Linked DNA regions of Mus musculus: region 2 is linked to region 1. Evidence: chromatin contacts called from public promoter capture Hi-C data. All regions are on one chromosome and are shown on one strand. The core of a region is the stretch at or near the end of the contact, and the rest is flanking DNA. Distances in the headings are between cores, read along the strand shown.

Region 1 (6,331 bases), core at 2,086-4,585:
GTGTGGGCAGAGACATTTCTCAGGTGTGTATGTGAACTGCTTTTGGACTTTTTCTGAGGCTAGATGCCTTATAGGGTTTATCTCCTAGGTCCTCATTAGTGTGTAGCTATATGGGTTGGGGGAGGGGGGTAAGCAATAGGTGATGTGGAGGCAAACTGATGGAAAAACACTTAGAGCCAGGGAGGAAGAGAGAATGGAGAAACAGATTTTTTAAAATAATAAATAAATATTTATTTATTTAATGTATATGAGTACACTGTTGCTGTCTTCAGACACACCAGAAGAGGGCATCGGATCCCATTACAGATGGTTGTGAGCCACCATGTGGTTGCTGGGATTTGAACTCAGGACCTTCAGAAGAGCAGTCAATGTTCTTAACCTCTGAGCCATCTCTCCAGCCCAAGAAACATTTTTAAAAGAGAGTGCCTCGCCAGTCCTGTCCCCACAGCACTCAGCGCCATCTCTATATACAAGGAGAAGCAGAAACTTGCCATGCACTACAACACTCCAGTGTTTTTGAGAGAGTTAGTGTAAATCCCAGACAATACCGGGAGCTGTTTAGGACACAAGGCATAGAGTGCTCACTGTTTGTAATGGCCCCTGAAGGCGTCAGGTAGACGGACGATTTTCCTTACCCACTGCCTTGTTTATGGGTGATTGATTTAATTTGCTCTTGGCCCTCATGATATTCTCCCCAGTTTCTCCAGCAGAACTTCTTGTGATGATAGAAGCATCCTGTGAGCACAATGACGCAGTCATATGAGTCACATGAGGAGGATATTGAATGCTAGGAGTATGCCTAGTGTGGCTGAGGTCCTATGTGCACAGTGACACAGTCATATATGAATCACACGAGGAGGATACGGAATGCTAGGAATATGCCTAGTGTGGCTGAGGAACTACTGTTTTTTCTATTCTTTTTTTTAAATTAGATATTTTCTTTATTTACATTTCCAATGTTTTCCCCTTTCCTAGTTTCCCCTCCGAAAATCCCCTATCCTCTCCCCTTCCCCCTGCTCCCCAACCCACCCATTCCCGCTTCCTGGCCCTGGTATTCTCCTACACCGGGGCATAGAGCCTTCACGGGACCAAGGGCCTCTTGAGGAACTACCTTTAAAAAGAGTTTATGTGTTTTGCTTCCCTGTACTATGTGTACAGTACCTGTGGAGGCCAGAAGAGGGCATCAGATCCCCCCCAGAACTGAAGTGGCCCTCTTATCTATCAGAAAAGTATGATTTCCACATGCCATATAATATTGGTGATACAGACCTCCACTATCTAGTACCTTAGCAACATGTAGCCATTTGAAGTTCAGCTGAGGACTGGTGAGATGGATCAGTGGGCAAAGGCATTGGGCTATGCCTGACCTCTGAGTTCCGTCCCTGGGATAGTAGAACTGATTCCTGTGGTTTGTTCACTGACCGTGCCTCATGGTTGCACGGCCTCCAGGAATGGCTGGGGTGTCCAGTGAACGGATAAAAGAAAGACACACATACAGGACAGTTGGGGTCAGGTAGGCTGGGCTTTTGGATGGAGAAAGCACAGCTTCCTGGAAGCTTGGTGTGTGTATTGAGTACAGAAACAGGGAGAAGGGGTGTCTTAGTCAGGGTTTCTATTCCTGCACAAACATCATGACCAAGAAGCAAGTTGGAGAGGGAAGGATTTATTCAGCTTACACTTCCATACTGTTGCTCACCACCAAGGAAGTCAGCACTGGAACTCAAGCAGGTCAGGAAGCAGGAGCTGATGCAGAGGCCATGGAGGGATGTTCTTTACTGGCTTACTTCCCCTGGCTTGCTCAGCCTGCTCTCTTATAGAATCCAAGACTACCAGCCCAGAGATGGCCCCACCCACAAGGGGCCTCTCCCCCTTGATCACTAATTGAGAAAATGCCTTACAGCTGGATATCTCGTGAAGACATTTTCCCCAACTGAAACTCCTTTCTCTGTGATAACTCCAGCTGTGTCAAGTTGACAGAAAACTAGCCAGTACAAGGGGTTACTGCGTTCAGTGAACCAGGAGGCAGATTTAATAAATCTTAGTAGGTGCAGTCTCTGCAGGGAGCAGTCTTCAGGCAGTGAATAGGGTGGGGCTATGGTAGAGATGGAAATCCACACAGACTAGAGAAAGGTTTTGCTATTTCCTTGAGCCTGGGGTGTAGTGGCATTTGCCATTTTCCCATGACTCTGAGGATTTAGTGCCCAAGCCAAATAGCACACATTCTCCCAGACCCTCACTGCCTCAGAGTTTCTTCCACTCACCACCAAACAGTGGATGTGTGCTCACACAATGAATGTAACTTTAAAATAAATGTTAATCCACTAGAGTGATGCAGAATTTAAAGTTCAATTCCTTAGCCATCTTAGCCACCTTGTATCCACAAGTAGCCAGTGGCTGTATTCCACAAGAGCAAATGTCTACCAATGCAGAAAGTCTCAGACAGGCTGGACATAGCCCTCTAAAACATTCTATTCCGTTTGCTCCAGTGAGCACATTTCAACACAAATTTATCGTGTCTTTCTTGCTTAAAAGCCTTGAAGAGTTTTTCTTCCATCATCAGCATCTAGTAGATGATGAACTGGTTTCTCAGATTGCAGCCAGCATTAAAAATAAAACTGTTTTGTAGAAATTTTACTTTGTTTTTGATTTTTTTTTTCACCACCACTACCTTTCTAATCTGTGGTCTTTATGTTACAGGGTTACACTGAGAAAAACAAAATCTTTGAAATCTTGTGATAAGCAATAAAGTTTGAAAAGCCGGGGGTCTGGGTGTAAGCCTGAGCTCCTGAACTGAGCGTATTTTGCTACTCTGTGGTTTGAGGTCTTAGACCTCTGTCACCCAAGTTCCACTAACAGATCCATTGCTGGTTGCACCCAAGACACAACGTTTTCCTTTCCTTTTTCCCTTTCCACCTCTGCCCTTTGCTCATTTGAGCCGATTTCCTGTATCGCCAGCACTCCCTTCTCTTTTCCTGCACTTATCATAGAAGCCTCAGATTAGCTTCCAGGAGGGCCGGGTGACCTTTCATAGCATGCACAAGTACCAGTTTACAGCGTTATAACAACATTGTTTAGTCGCTCGTTCCTGGAAGTAGATTAAATCCTTTCAATACAGGCACTTTTAAAATCTACTTTTGCATTTCAAACACAAGACTAGTCTCTGGAACAAGCTAGACATTCATTTAATGGCTATCCAAAGAGTAAACTACAGAATGAAGGACAAAATCAACTGTGCAGACAACAGAAGAGCCACGCAAACTCCGACCATCAGGGGGTGCTCGCGCGGGCGGCCCTCTGCGCAAGCGCGCCGGGAGGAGGCCGCGGCGGCAGTGGAGGCTGAGGCCGGGGGAAGTGAATGGTTTTACCCAGAGGGCCGTGCGCCGCCTTTCTCCGCTGGCCCCGGCGCGCCCGGCAGCTCCTCCCCGGCCATGGCGTTCACTTTCGCGGCCTTCTGCTATATGCTGGCGCTGCTGCTCACCGCCGCGCTCATCTTCTTCGCCATCTGGCACGTGAGTAGCCGGGGCAGGGGGAAAGAGGGCGAGCGACGGCGCAGCCTCTTGCAGCTCCCGGCCCGGGGCTGCGTGGGGCCCCAGCTGCCGGCGCGCGCCAGGACGTGGCCTGGCTGCTAGGGCCGTGGACGCTGCGCGCTCCCGGGCCGGGGTCCGGAGGGCATGGCGTGCGGGGTCCCGGTGTCCACGCCGCCGCGTGCGGGCCCAGGCCGCGCTCCGCTATTCGCGAGCAGGGCTGGGCGGGGCGGGCAGGCGGGCGGCTCCGTGTCTACGCCGGGCCCGCGCGCACGGCTTGTCCGCGTCCCCCGTCTCGATGGATGCCCAGTGCGCACCGAGCGGTGACTCTCGGCGTGAAGTTTTCCTAATTTTTATCCTTGAATTACCGATTTCCTTTTAAGGCTTCCTCGGAGCACGGCCAAAATCGGATATTATAAGTTACTTTAGCTCCATTTCCAACTCTGCTTTGCAGCACTCGATGGGCGATTTTCTAGTAGAACACGGTGGTTGAGAGACGAGTTCCTGGTGAACTTTGAGGCAGCTTGGATTGATTACTTCGTTGGCCACATCTCCGAGTTTTCCCCTGAAGTCATACTTTGGATCGCGAGAGCTTTTTCAGGAGACAGCCTCCCAAGCCACCTCTGTGGTATGGGCTGCATGATTTAGTAGAGGGAGTTTTAATTTGATTTTGAAAATCCTCAGAAACTTTTGGCTCCTCATATGTCCTTGCAGGGTGGACGTGCATTCTTACTGTGCTCTGTCCCTGGTGACAGTTCTATTGAGACAGACTTTTGAGTGTCTCTACCGCTTAGCACCACTGAAAGAGCTCTCTGGGAGATCAGCAATTCTCAAAAGTTGAGCTCATTTGTTTCTATCCTCCCAGTACTTTCTGGAATAATGGCATAATTTGAATGATGGGGCGAGTTCAACCTCGTGTAAATACTAAGTCAGGTTTCATCACCATCCTGTGCGTGATTAAATGGCAGCAGATTAAATGGTTGCAGAAGTCTCCGAAGTAGGTAGATAGATACCAAGGGTCCTTCTTGCTAAGGAGTGTGATTGTATTTAGAGCCTATTTGCCTGTGGATGGGGAATGCTGGGGTCCGGTGTTCACTTTGTCAGAAATAACTGCTACTTCACACAACGCTCATTAGTTTTAACTAAGATTGGAAGAGCATCTTCTGCTCTTTGGAGGAAGAACAGGAAGATGGATAGCTTTCGAGCTGGCCCCATTGTTGTTTCCAATGAAAGTGGAGTGTCTGGCTCCTTTCCATCTGTAACTTTAAGTCATTTGCTCTTTTTATAAATGTCCTCTGGAATGGTGGAGATTAGTGGAAGAGAGCTGGGCACTTCCCCACGTTTTCCACATTCTGTGTTTGGCTTAAGAAACAGCCGGGCGTGGTCGCGCAGGCCTTTAATCCCAGCACTCGGGAGGCAGAGGCAGGCGGATTTGAGTTCGAGGCCAGCCTGGTCTACAAAGTTGAGTTCCAGGACAGCCAGGACTATACAGAGAAACCCTGTCTCGAAAAACCAAAAAGAAAAAAAAAAAAAAAAGAAACACCTGCAATTTTTTTTAAAATGGGTTACTTTATTAGAAAGGAATGTGTCAAGGTGAAATAGATAATTTTAAGTCCTGTTATAGGATTAAAGAAAGTTGTGCCACAGATTAGTGGAGAGCTTTTAGATTTAGAGGTTCCTTAGTTCAGATAATTACTGTACTTTGGGGAAAATTATTTTAAGTATATGTCTGTTGTGCATTATTAGAAAACCATTCAGCAATCTTTTTACTCAAAAGATCCCTAGGTACCAGCTGAAAGAAACTGTTCAACTTAAAAGTTAGTTTTGACTAGGGGTGTGCCCACTTGGCCAAGTACCTGCCTAACATGCACAAAACCCTACACTTCTTAGTACTGCATAAGTCCCACCGCATAAACTGCATAAACTGGGCATGGGGTGTACATGTGATCCCAGCACTGGGGCCATAGTGACAGGATCCTGAATTCCTTCTGCATTTGATTCTGAGTTACATGAAGTCCTGCCTTCAGAGATGGCTATATGCTAATATGTTATTTATTTGAGTCAAATTTAACCAGCTAAATACAAGTATTGCAGTTATGATTCTTGAGTTTTCTGTTACTAAAGTAGACTTAGGAATGTATCCCACACAATATGATGTACCTGACTGTTAATATTCATAATTGATCAAAGCTTATCTCCTTCAAACTACACATTTATAATTTTTAACATTTATTGTGTTAGAAATTGGTAACAAAGGAAATCCTTTTTTTTTGTTTGCTCTTTTGGTTTTCGAGAAAAATCTATTTTGTTGAGTTCTGTACATTAAAAAATTTTAGTGTTTTTTTTTTCTATTACTAAAAGCTTCCATTCATTCAATAATGTGCTGCACATTAATATTTTAGACCCTGAGCCATAGTAACGTACAGAATAAAATCTTTGCTGCTGTGAATATTACATTTTTTATTGTTTTTTTTTAAACTCAAGATGATTTTATTTTTGCAGTCCTAGAAGTAATAGACTGATAAATATCATTTGAGATGTAAACGAATGAATGATTAATTAAAAAAAAGTCACATGGAGCTGGGGTCCCCGGGGAGGCTTTCCTGTGCCTTTCTGCACTCCTTGCTTCCCCTCCTCCAGGTGTGAGCTGTAAGCTGAAAAAGACCATTTTCAGGCAAGTGGGAAGGTATGGTGTAAATTGTCTAGCTGACTCCACACCTGGTTTGAGGCCCCATTTCTGCTGTTGATGGAATCCCTGGGGAGTCCCTCAGAGCTTCAGTTCTCCTCTCGGGCACCAGACAAGTGCT
Region 2 (6,331 bases), core at 1,822-4,321, 220 kb before region 1:
GTGACTGATGTGACAGGGGAGCTCTGAGGTGAGTTTGGAATGGGGAAACGGCGGGTGGATGTGATCATTTTTCATTGTATACACATGGGCAATTCCTGCTTCTTGAGCTCGCCAGGAAAGGCAGGGATCTGTAGAGTAGAGCCATGAAGCCTGATAGCCTTCTATGAGGGCAGGAAGTCACTAGGTGCTGGTTATCCATGGGCACCTGGTGGCGTTCGAAGGGCAGCAATCAGGAATCACCAGCTCCAGTAAAGACTTGCAATGGCTCAGCCACCCCTGAAGAGTGGTCTGGGGGTCTCTTCAACAAAGATCTGTAGCCACTTTTCCCTGGGCTCTGGCATAGCTGGGTGCCCCAGTAAGGTTCCTTGGCCCCCAAAGGACCCAGGGCAGCTGGGAATTCATCCTGAAGTCTCTTGGCCAAGAGCTCTGGTTAGGGTTGTGGTTCTCTTTCATTTTCTGACCACTGCTGGCTCTGTTTTACTTCTGTAGGTGAAGCACCCATTTCCAGAAAGTGTATAAAATAAGCCAACTTCCCTAACCACCTGCCCGGGTTCTGACCTCTGAGCCATGAATATGCAGGGAAACTACCACATCTATGTTTACAGCCCAGATCTCTCTGTTAGTCTCTAGACATGGATTCCATTGTACCCTCATCTCCATTTACAGGGAGGGTCTCAACACTTTATGTCCAAAGATATTATGTCCCTCCCTCTTTATCGCTCCAGATCTGTCATCATGAACTTAATCCGTTAGTGTATTCAGAATATATTCAGAATCTGAACACACTTAGGCACCCTGCTCCATCATCAGTGAAAGTCTAGGAATCACAACCAGCATTTTGCAAGAATGATCTTTTAAGACTAGTTGATGGCTCTCCCGATTAAAGATTGGAGTGCTACCCATCTGCTGTGGTTTGGGGATGGTGTGAGGATGGCCCAAAGGCTCACACACTGGAAGACTGGGTCCCATGTGTACAGAGGTGGTGTGACTTCTAAGAGGTAGGGCTTCGTGAGAAGCTAATTAGATGATAGTTCACTGTCCACAGAAGGACCTGAGTGGACCTTTGAGAGGTACCATGACAGTGACCTGTAAAAAGAGCCAGCCTCATCCCCTGACTCTCTCTGGCTTTTTTTGTCTTATCAAAGCTTCTCTTTTGTATAGACTCTTCCCATTGTGATGCCATTCACCACGAGGTTCTCACCAGAGGCTCACACAACTGGGCTGGACTAGGTCTGGTCTTAGCCTTTCAGCCTCCAAATCTATGAGCTAAATAAGCTTCCTTTCCTTGTAGGCACCCAAGACTCTGATATTCTGCAAGGCTGGTAGGAAATGGAGCAGCACACGGTGTCCTCGTGAGGAAAAGCCAGCGTCCTCCTGGGTCTATAATTCAGTCCCACTCTGCTATTGTCTGTCTCTCTCTTGCTTTGCTCCAGCCCAGGTCCCTGTAACATGTCAGGGGCGCACCTCCTTTGGAACCTTGGTACTTTGGTACCTTGGAACCTTGGTGTTTTCCCTTCCTAGAGGGCTTTCCCCTGAGCCACTGTGTTGCTCCTGTCAGCTCATTGTTGTGCAGATATCATTTTTCTAAGGAAACCTCTCTCATACGAAGTTGCTCACCTCACCCTTTCACCCTGCCCTCGCTCATCCCTGATACTGTTTCACTTTCTCACAGAGCTTAGCCCCGCGTGGCCTGCTGGATGTCTGACAGAAGACAAAACAGTTCAATTTCCAGGTCTTTCCTGAACTGCCTTCATAACATTCTCTTTAGGGTGGACAATTCTGCTGCAGAACAAAGGCATCCTTGGGTACTCTCCCTGGTTGCCACAACACCAATTAAGGTAATCTTCACCAAAAAAAAAAAAAAGATTTGAGAGGGAGAGATAGTAGAGTTAAATGTATTTTAATGCAACTCTTTTGCAAACATCTGTTGAAGAGTGAAAGAAAAGCAATCCCAATGGCATTGTGTCAAGACGGTTTATGTTCGCATGGTGACAGTTTTAATAAAATGTCCTAGGAACAGGGATCCTAAAACTTATGGAAATTGGAGATAGAAACACCATTCCCTTGCTCTTGACAACCACATGACACAATCTTACAGATGCCACTCACGTAGCTGCTAGGGTTGGAAGCCTTTCTGGAGAAAGCACGCTGGGTAAAGGCATGAGTTTCTGCTCTTGCCAATCTTCACCCCTACCCCCACCTGAGCCCAACCCCCTCCACCATGACGGGATGCTCAGAGTCTTTAAAATAACGAATCAGCAATCCTTGGGCTGACTTGATGAAAGACAACAAAAGCTCTTGCTTTGTGATACTGCACGAGCACTGGACACTGTCCCATGGGAAGGCCAAAAATGAGAATTCCGACAGAATGCTCTCTTCAGTGTTCACTGCAGTGTAAGGAGGCCTTAGACAATGCCAAGGCCTAAGTGCTTGGTACTTCCCAGAGAAGAGAGCTGCGGGGAGTATCTTGGAGAACTTAGCAGTTCACAAGAAAGCTTTGATAGCTCCTGCTTGATCACTGGGGCCAACATGGACAGCAGCTAATTCACACACTAGGAACCAACCCTGGCAAGTGTGAGGAGAATTACAGCCAACAGCTCCACCCTGCACCAGAGAGATGTTCTCTAAAATGAGCCCAGATTGTACCTCCACGGGGTCTCACACTTCCTAAACTAAATGGAGTTTCTTAACAGGCAAACGTTTTCATCTGAAGATCTATGAATCTAATGTATTAGTGTGAATGTGTGAGTTTATGCTGTGGGGTGTAGCTGTGTAAATACTGTCATCAAGAAAGAGCACACTGATATTCCCAAAGCATGCATAGCGAAGGTGCTGACGGTGAGGTTTATATGTTATGCATTTCGGCATAAAATCTGAAGCATTACACATCTAAGTCACCTATGGAGAAGAAATGAATGATTTTTTTATTGAGGTAAGCTATTTGAATCTCTGTTGCAGATTAACTATGCATTGCCTTATGAAAGAAAGTCTGGATTAACCAAGAACAGAGTTGGGTGAGCCTGGAAGGCATCTATTTGTGCTGTACCAGCACAGCCCTGTAGAGGGAGTTAGAGGTGCACCTCCCTTCCTGGTCCACTCCCAAGCTATTACCCTGGGAATTTATGCAGAGGCAAGCAGTAAAAGCAGGTTTGCATCACCTGCTACGAGTGCTGCAGGCTCACTCAGGTTAGTAGGTTTGGTGATGAGGCCAGGTTTCACCTTTTTTTTTTTTAATTTTATTTTTTAACGAGAAGGGGAACTACCTCTAAACGCTGAAGTCTTGAGGTCAGAGAGCAGCAAGGACAGCAGGGAAGGTGACGGTAAAGAATGGAATGACTGTGGCCGTGTCCCCCACCCCCTTTGGGGCCCAGAACTAAGCAGGGCTATAGATCAATGGCTAGAGCAGAGCTAGTTGGACTGACCAGGTAGGGACCTTTTGCTTTAGTTAACTTGGTGAGAAACTGCAGAACACAACTGAGGCCATGCATAGGCAGAGTGTGACTCATGCTTCCTGAAGTCAAGGATGCTGTCTAGAATTCTATAAGAAAGGACAAGACCTAAGGGGGAAGGAAAGCCACAGGGAACTAGGAAGGACAGAGGGTGAAGAAAAGGCCCAGGGCAGCAGGGTCCAGACATGAGTGAGCTTTCAATAGCCCAGGTCCAGCAGACCCACATGCTGTGTATGCTCTGAGCTGCCCCAGCTCACTGCTGAGAGGGGAGACCTGGGTGGGGGGGCTTCTTCCAGGACAGAAGTCTATTGGTGGTCATGGGGGAAGGCAGGTGCACTTCTATGTCCAGGGGCTTTAGAAATTCGCCGACTGGCCCTCATCTTTACCTCCAGGTCTTGGGGACAAAGTCCTGTGAGGAGAAAGACAATGCAAAGCTCTATCCTCACTGGTCCTGAGCTGAGGAGGACAGCAGCAGTGTCACTTTGTTTTAATGGCTCTTACACAGCCACCTTTAGACAAGGATGTACCTGTTAGTCTATCTATCTACTACTTATCTTTAGTCTCCGTCAAGGTATTCGGCCTGGCACTAGGACCTGCCCTTTTCAATAAAATTGGTAGAGAGGCTGGTGAAGGTGCTTGAAACCATCGAAATGTCTTTAATGGGAATGATTTGGGGGGGGGGAGCAGACTAGGAGTAGAGAGGCACTCGGAGAAGGACTCCATCTTTGCAACCAAAGGCATTGCTGTAAAAAGCAGTGACTTTCTGATGTAGAAGATCCCCAGCCAGCATCCAACACACTCCTTGGCAAGAAGCAGAACCCACTGGAATCTGGGTTTATTGTCAGTGTTCTAGTGGAGATGGCCACCAGCCGCTAAAATCCTATAAAAGAGACCTCTGTTTTTGACATTAGATACTCTCTGTTGGAAATGTGCCTCATATATATCCAGATTCTCCCCGTCCTCTCTTCTGCTCCTTCCGTCATCTGTGGCATCAGCTGAAGAGTCTGCCTTCCACCCCCAATCTCATTTTTTCAGTTTAGCCCTCATGCCTTTGAGCCCCATCACTGACATGGCAACATCATTCTCTCTAGTCATAGCCCTGCCTCACGAGCAGTCCGCTACTCCCTTCCCTAAGCTGACCATACAGTCTTGGTTAACGGCATGGGTTGAGAGATACGCATAACATGTTCTGTGACAGCTGACTGACAAGAGTCTATTCTTTCTCCTCAGATACCCCTCCCCCTCAGACAGTAAAGCTCAGGGTCAACAGAAGAAACCAAGCTGGAGCTTCAATGACAAATGGGGACCAGAAGAAGACAGAACCAGCCTTTCCCTGCAAACGTGCTCCCAGCAGCTCGATACCAGCTCCCCCTAAGTCAGAGAGACACGCAACAGATCGCTGTACCACGGACCATGGATCAGTACTGCCCCCGTTCCTCATACAGAAACACAGGTGAGGTTGAGTCACCAGGGGGACGGCATTCAGGACCCTAGTTTTAAGTGCCCAAGCTGTGCTCTAGGGACACCCTCTGGAGGCATCCATTTCCAAGAGCTACTTGGTGGGAGGTGGGGTGGGACAGAGGAAGATGGTTCACAAAGCACAGCACAGTATCATCTGGGCTCGAATCCCCACTGAGCTGTATGCGCTTGGGAGAAGGACTGGCCCAAAAGGTCTAAGAGCTGCTTCAGGGCAGGAGGCCCTGTGTCTGGGAACTCATGAGCCTGTGTTTGACCAGCTTTCCAGATGACTGAGATGTGGGCTTAATTATGTTTGAGAACCACTGACAGGAGGGACCAAGAGAATTGAGAATCTTAGTCTCCATGTTCTCACATTATAATCCCCAGGGGAAGCTAGTATGAAGCCAGGCGAGAAAGGGTGAATTAGGAAGAATTGCTTCAAGAGTGGCGTGGACCTTTCTCTCTCTCTCTCTCTCTCTCTCTCTCTCTCTCTCTCTCTCTCTCTCTCTCTCTCTCTCTCGTGGAGTTTAAAACAATAAACAAGCCATCGAAATGTCACAATATTTCTAAGGCAGGGCCGGCCTCCCTGGTTTTCTATTCATCACCATCTGTCCAGAGAAGAGAGGTACAAAGTCCTTTTAAGGATGGATGGAAGAGGGATGAGTCTGTTTATTTGGATTTTAGTGCACAGTACAATAAGGTGTGACCCAGCCCGGGGTGGCCACAGACACCATGAAGCAAAAAATGTCAGTGCTGTCAATTTCTTTTTCTTTTTCTTTTTTACCCAGACTCCCACCCTCAGAGCATCTACATAGTCCCGATACAGCTCCAGCCCCAGGAGGAGGGCTGGGATGGGTCTGGAGGAAGCCAGGGCGGCCAGAACATTACCTCTAAACAGCTGCTCCGGAGAGCTGTCTGGTGAAGACGTATTAACTCACTGGTCTGCCGGTGAACCACGAGACATGTGGCGAGGGGAGCACAGTTCTCTTGATTAGAGGATCATAATACTGCGCTGCGTTTGAAGGGGAGGGCACAGACGCTGTACAGGTTATACGGAGCTGAAAACATTACACTTGAACCAGATGTTAGGTGAAAGCTGTGTGCGTGGATGGAATGATCACTTAAGGGATTGCTCCATCTCCTCCCTCTCCACTTCGTCCTCCTCCTTTTTCTCCCCTCCTCTGGTGTCTGGTGGGGATAGCCCGTCATTATTGAGTGGCCACCTGAGTATTGTGATGTCAGAGGCCTCAGCCATAGGGAGCAATGCTAAGAAGGGGAGAGCCATCCAGGCTTGCTCCAGCACATGGGTGACGGTGGTATGCACTCTCAGAAAACTTCTACATGCTCTCTGCTTACCTGATAACATTTCACTTCTCAAACACCTCCTGAGCTTATCTTCTCTATTCCAAATCCACTTGGGAAAC

The links. Promoter capture Hi-C pulls out the DNA fragments that hold promoters and counts their contacts.
Region 2: a promoter capture Hi-C map of trophoblast stem cells shows a contact between it and region 1, with 2.3 times the contacts expected there. The contact joins the enhancer-like site here to the promoter of Cnih1 in region 1. A contact is called at or near these places in 3 of 39 promoter capture datasets (liver and trophoblast stem cells) and 1 of 9 other capture datasets (adipose tissue).

The regions. Positions count from the first base shown.
Region 1 is chr14:46,785,361-46,791,691 of GRCm38.p6, reverse strand. It overlaps Cnih1 (cornichon family AMPA receptor auxiliary protein 1), which reads left to right and starts at 3,335. Exons shown (of 5, transcript NM_009919.2): 1 at 3,335-3,509. The coding sequence starts at 3,429.
Region 2 is chr14:47,001,106-47,007,436 of GRCm38.p6, reverse strand. The region is part of intron 2 of Samd4 (sterile alpha motif domain containing 4); the gene reads right to left. Gm52121 (a long non-coding RNA gene) reads left to right here. Exons shown (of 3, transcript XR_003951145.1): 1 at 1-1,838; 2 at 4,680-4,902; 3 at 5,696-5,834. Among named protein-coding and RNA genes, the nearest start is that of Gm52121, 3.8 kb to the left of the region's middle. Within about 2 kb of position 3,071, at least 7 of the 459 cell types and tissues checked have an H3K27ac peak or open chromatin away from gene starts, as enhancers often do. A contact at or near this core is called in trophoblast stem cells, where this site is marked.